Regions from separate parts of the Bombyx mori genome. Here region 2 is linked to region 1. Evidence: chromatin contacts called from public Hi-C data. All regions are on one chromosome and are shown on one strand. Each heading gives the region's core, a stretch centred on a gene start, on an enhancer-like site or on the middle of the called end of the contact. The rest is flanking DNA. Distances are from core to core; before and after follow the strand shown.

Region 1 (2,981 bases), core at 197-2,696:
TGCACTAATTTCTTTTAAGAAATGCCGGAGAGTTATTCATAAAAACGGTCTGGTTTATGTTAAGAATGTACGCACAAACAGGCAATTTAATATTATAAATACTGCATGCATGCGATGTAGGCTTCATACGAAGTTTGCGCAATCAAATCAATAGCTACTATCATAGTAACGTTAGTTGAGAAACGGCTTCCAATCAATACAATAACCCCGAATATAGGTATGTCGACAGGTCGATTACAGGCACGTATGACATTTATTTGAACAAAAGCCTTGCCTAAGCAAATCATTCCTATTTGGCATTCGCTAGATAAACTGCAATAGTTTATTTACAAATATTTTTTGTTCTTAGAAATTCTTACAATTTTCCCAACGGTGTTAGAAATTATAATGAATACAGAATGACTACTACGATAATTATTGTATTTTGAAATCTTGGATTGTTTTATTCTACGTCACTGTTATACTACACATTATTATAAAAATTCCTCATCATGCGTAGCAGAAATTGTTGTGGGTTTTTCAGCAAATCAATTAACAGAACATCATTGTCTACGAATAAATAAGATAAACTAATTGCGCAAAGTTATTTACATTGATCAAATAAACAAAAACAGTCTGTGACCGTAAACTTGATAAACAATAATAGACTAATTTAAAAGATAAAGTTAAAAGATGTGTTAGAAATACGTACTTTATACGCGTTAGAATATATAATTTCGGTCGTACGATTGTTACAAAGATTTAAATTAAAACAATAATGTGTTTTTTAAATATGATTAAATGAAAATTACTGAAATCATAATACATAGATATAATAATAAGAAACCCAACAAAAACTGTAGTAGTATACAATAGTATCTGTGAAAAACTCGATTTTACTATGTAGCTGTGACAATGCGACTTATGCACTTTACAACATATAGAATCAAACATACAGAAAACAAAGAAACAAAGCAAGTTCGCTACAATTGAATTAGCTTTAATAACGAACAGTACTAATTATCTAATAAATTGCGTGGCTGTAAAAGTACGTATTGTTGCATAAGTGGATGCATCTGCTTGACATTTGAATCGACCCCGAATCCGAATAGAAACTGTGTCACGTATGAAGCAGTAGCGGGCACCAGCGCGGCGCGGCGTCCGTCGTAGAGGTGCGTTGTGCAATCCCGTTAGCGGTCCACGGCTCCACGTGCGAACCGGCCGACGCGCCTCAATGTCGCCCGTGGGCGTCCGCCCTCTGCCCTCCCGCCCGCCCGCTCAAAATAGCAAGCCTGCCCGAACTCGGAGGACCCGAGGGCCGCCGAAAACCCTTCTCTCTCGTACAACCAAACAATCACATTAACGTCTCTTTCACGCGAACAGCTGAGTATCAAAACAAAGAAGGGAGACGGGCGGTCGCCGCTCCCTCTCGCCGGCCGGCCGGTGTCGCCGCAAGCACGCCAGTTCTCATCTGAACCGCGTTTATCGAGGTCGTTCGCTGTGAGCTCGCCGCTAAGTTTAGTACCGCGAAAGAATTTTCCTTTGTCCTAAACTTCGAGGACCCTGCCCTCGTATTATGTTTCCGTGCGAGAGCCGCAACAAACCCCGGCCTATTGAGGAGCCGGACCGTGTGCATCGTACTGAATCGTGTCATAATTCACCTAGTTTCCCGAAGTTCTTCGACGGTTATCCCGCGAAACGCGTACGCCGGGCGATCTAAGATTTAAGTGAACTTGTTCTGTAAAAAATTAAGCGGGTCCTCGGACATCTCCAGACCCGCTGGCGAAGGACTGTAGTTATAAGTGAGCACGTAAAGCAACATGTCCACTGGAAAACGATTGGCTAAGAGGTCCATTATCGGGACGAGAGTCGCCGCTCTGGGTGACGACGGTCTCTACTATTCGGGCATGATCCAGGCTGTGAAGACGCCGTCCTCCTTCCCTGAAAACAATAACTGCATTAACCTGACGCCGAACACTCGTTATACGGTGCGCTTTGAAGGGGGGAAAATGATTCGGGAATATCGAGATGTCGAGTTGATCGGGCCCGGCTTCCGAGGTATGACCGGCGTTCGCCTGCAGCCTGGACAAAGAGTTTTTCTAACGTACAACGGGCGTGAAGTACGGGCCGACGTCTTGCACCACGATCACGACAGCGACGAACTGCGCGTCCAGGTCCACGCTCCCGCTGCCGAGGTTTGTACCTATGTTTGTAAATAAGAATTAACCAGAATATGCTTTTTTTCATTCTCCACGAATCTCCTTACAAAAGACATCGACGCGAGCAGTCATTGATCATTCAAAAAAGTCCCTTATTAAACAGTTTACCGAGATTTTTGTGATGAGTGACCTTCTTACTGATCTTAACATTAAATTCGAAAAAACGTGAAGTTGCTTTGGGAAAGCATCAAATTAATAAATCTTAAGTTTTAAGTGACTGCATATTCTAAATTAAATGATCTCAAAATATATTTGATGGACATATCAAAGACCTATTAATTCTGTTGAATGGACATCAAGTGTGAACATATAAATGGTGCAAAGGAGCCGTATGCACTAAGCTATTGACCTCGTCGGCTCCACGTGCAACGAGCTCACAACGCAGCCTCTGACGCGTAGACAAAGTAGTTCTGACGCATCGCATCTTAAATGCATCTGATGCATTGTTACCGAGCTACCAAGATTATTCAATTTAACCACAAACAACATTATACGCTTACCGTAACTCGAATTAGCAATATCCGTCACTGAATAATTGGCATGTCATCCATTTTACTTGCTGTATTAAGCTTCCTTATGTACCTAAACTGTGAAATTCGACTTATAATCCAAAAACATCGATATCATAGCAATTGGATATCAAACGATAAATAATTTTCACAATCAAAATAAAACTAACTATATGTATTGTTTAAGACGTCAAGGGTAATGATAGCACATCATATAGATAGCGATGGGCGGAAGCTATTCGTAATGCCTTTATCATAATCACGTAAAGTACAA
Region 2 (2,981 bases), core at 194-2,693, 47 kb after region 1:
TTTGAAGACATAATATATCTTACAAAATTTAAGCCACATTTGAAAAAATTGTTCAATTATAAAATAAATACGACATAAATAACGGTTATGTGCTATTACAGGCCAAAGAAAGAAGGCGATAGTGACCATGAAGAAGAGTTCTACTATACAGAACGCGAGGTGGTGGCTCCGGCGCCGCCACCCACCCTCTCCCACCGAGACATGTGCCGCCCTCCACACGAGGACCCTGAATATCAGAGGCAACTAGTTGGTTCCTTTAGGTAGTTAACTTTATACCAGTCCATAACATACTCAACATTTATTTCATAGTAATGTAGCCGCGTGTGTGACCCGGTTCACAGTAACTTTATTTATTTATTGCTAGATGGGTGGACGAGCTCACACAGCCCACCTGGTGTTAGGTGGTTACTGGAGCCCATAGACATCTACAACGCAAATGCGCCACCCACCTTGAGATATAAGTTCTAAAGTCTCAATATAGTTACAACGGCTGCCCCGCCCTTCAAACCGAAACGCATTACTGCTTCACGGCAGAAATAGGCAAGGTGCTGGTACCTAACCGCGCGGACTCACAAGAGGTCCTACCACCAGTAAGACTACTATTTATTTTTACTGTATAGTCGAGTGAATGAGCTCACGGCCCATCTGGTTTTAAGTTGTTACCATAGCACATAGACATTGCTATCTGAACGCGAAAAATATAATTATAACGGCTGCCCCACCTTCCAAAACGAAAAGCATTACTGTTTCGCGAAAGAAATAAACAAGGCAGCGCTATGATGTTACCGAAACAGGTATTAAACTATCATCGGTTTGATTTTTATTACACCGCACAAAGCTTTATCGCTATCGTGATTTGTTCTGCATTTAAAGATTGATTGTTCTCCAACTTTTTTATTCATTGCTTGTTTGTTAGCTTCTGACCGGAATAAATGACATTTACAGGCAAGGACTCCTCTCCACAATGCAAAACGGTCTAGCGAGGCCCATTAGCATTCCCGGAACGCATTCCTGGTCCAACTCTCACTCACCGGTAAGCGTTGATTTACTTAAATAACACAACAATAAAAAACCGCATAATACAAATAAAAGATAATTGTTGTTTAATTTCAATGGCTCAATGTCATTATATTCCAGCTATCTAATTGTAATTCAGACAATATCTGATGTTTTACTTAAAATCTAAGCACTGTTTTTTCGTTTACAGAAAAACATGCGACTGACAGCGGGTGGGTCTCCGGGTAGTCCCGGTCGGCGACCGCGCTCTGACAATAAGAAGTGTAGGAAAGTGTACGGGATGGATCAACGCGATCTCTGGTGCACACAATGCAAGTGGAAGAAGGCTTGCACTCGTTTCGGTGACTAGCATGTGCGTCGACGGCAGTACACACGTGCCACTATACAAACACTCAACTGACGTCACTACGTGATCGCGTAGGCCTCGCTCGGGAGAGTCGTTCGATTTCATATGTGCAATCTGCAAAAACACTTGTGCGGGTCGTAATTCTATGTGTTGGCGTGAATATGATAAAATGAAAGTTTTAGTTTTTTTTTATTTGAAGCAGATATGAATTTAATGTATTAACAATAAATATTGAGGAGACATATTTTTGATCCCACGTTTGCTGGTGTAACGACTGCATATATAGAAAATTGCCCACTTATTTTTGTAGCGCAGGAGATTCGCTTTTATAGTTTTCATACGCGTTGCAAGAAGTTATTGTGTATTGCTCTCGGTTGGAGACTGTCAATATTAGATTTAAGAGTAGAAATATAAGCTTAGACTGACATTTGACAATGTGGAAACAATCGTTTTGCGACTTGCTTATCAACTACCAATTAGATGCATCACTATCATTTTTACCTACATTATACGTATTACATGATGAACCGTTCCCCAAATTAACTGAAATTTTAAATAAAAATTATAAAATATATTAGTTTGGAACAGTCACAATTATAAAAATGTTTAGGCTGTTGATAATTTTTAATTTAACTTCAGATTCAAATCACTGTTTTGCAATCTCAAATAATACTAGAGTTCAATTTATTGTCATCGTTATTTTCCGTAGCTATGTAGGTAGTAGGTAATTCCGTCCAAATTTTTGGATGTGCTGTATGTAATCTTATAAAATAAATCGCCAAAACCATGTTTTCACAGTGTCCTAAATTTATATGTTGTTTCGTAAAAATATTGAACTCGAGCGGGTACTATCCGAGTACCTTGAACGAGAACAGTACCGTGATAGGAAATCACTAACAATATCGACTGAATTACTAGGTAATATTTAAAAAAAAAAAACATAATATATGAATTATTAGTCTCGTAAGTTATCTCAGATTCGACGAAAAGACTACAAAATATGTTTAGATTAAAAAAAAACATATCTGTGTCGTATACAAGGACGATGGTATCAGAACAAGGAGACAATACTCAGAGGACTAGCGCCCTCGTCGCAGGCCTCGAGCTCCATACGATATCGGAGGTAACATCACAACACTAAATCACTGGCATTGCTTGCCTTAGTTCTCAGAAATATAAGACTTTACGATCCTATCGTTTTTATTTTAAAACATTCTCTTAGCGTTTAAATCGAATGATTTAATAAGAACAATGGCGGATGCATGTTTGTTCAAAGCTAAGAGCTCAACAGGGAGGAAATTTTAATATCGATACGTTTGTAACGTAATATATTCTGAGTAACGAATCGATTTTTATTTAATATTAGTAAAAATCGCCTCCATATCAAATTGGTTTGACGAGTGTAGTTACTGACGGCAATGAGAGGCAAATAATTGCCAATATAAAGGCATGAATGATTGCGTGCTGCAATATTATTCAATTAAGTATTAACAGATAAAGTTGTAAATAAAATATTATACACTTATATAATTATAGTGTAGTTAATTGTAAGAAACAAATACTATATCTTATTGTTTAACATTGAAAAGCAATGTTCGGATGTGTACATAACATAAAA

The links. Hi-C and Micro-C count contacts between places; a contact is called where the count stands out from the background.
Region 2: a Hi-C map of midgut shows a contact between it and region 1, with 4 times the contacts expected there. The contact joins the enhancer-like site here to the promoter of LOC101738734 in region 1. A contact is called at or near these places in 7 of 7 Hi-C or Micro-C datasets (middle silk gland, midgut, posterior silk gland and 2 more).

Annotation. Positions count from the first base shown.
Region 1 is chr15:10,557,507-10,560,487 of ASM3026992v2, forward strand. It overlaps LOC101738734 (zinc finger protein 704), which reads left to right and starts at 1,447. Exons shown (of 8, transcript XM_004924650.5): 1 at 1,447-2,174. The coding sequence starts at 1,800.
Region 2 is chr15:10,604,113-10,607,093 of ASM3026992v2, forward strand. It overlaps LOC101738734 (zinc finger protein 704), which reads left to right. Exons shown (of 8, transcript XM_004924650.5): 6 at 102-260; 7 at 946-1,033; 8 at 1,208-2,981. The coding sequence ends at 1,366. Among protein-coding and RNA genes, the nearest start is that of Tms1, 11 kb to the right of the region's middle. Within about 2 kb of position 1,444, at least 7 of the 8 cell types and tissues checked have open chromatin away from gene starts, as enhancers often do.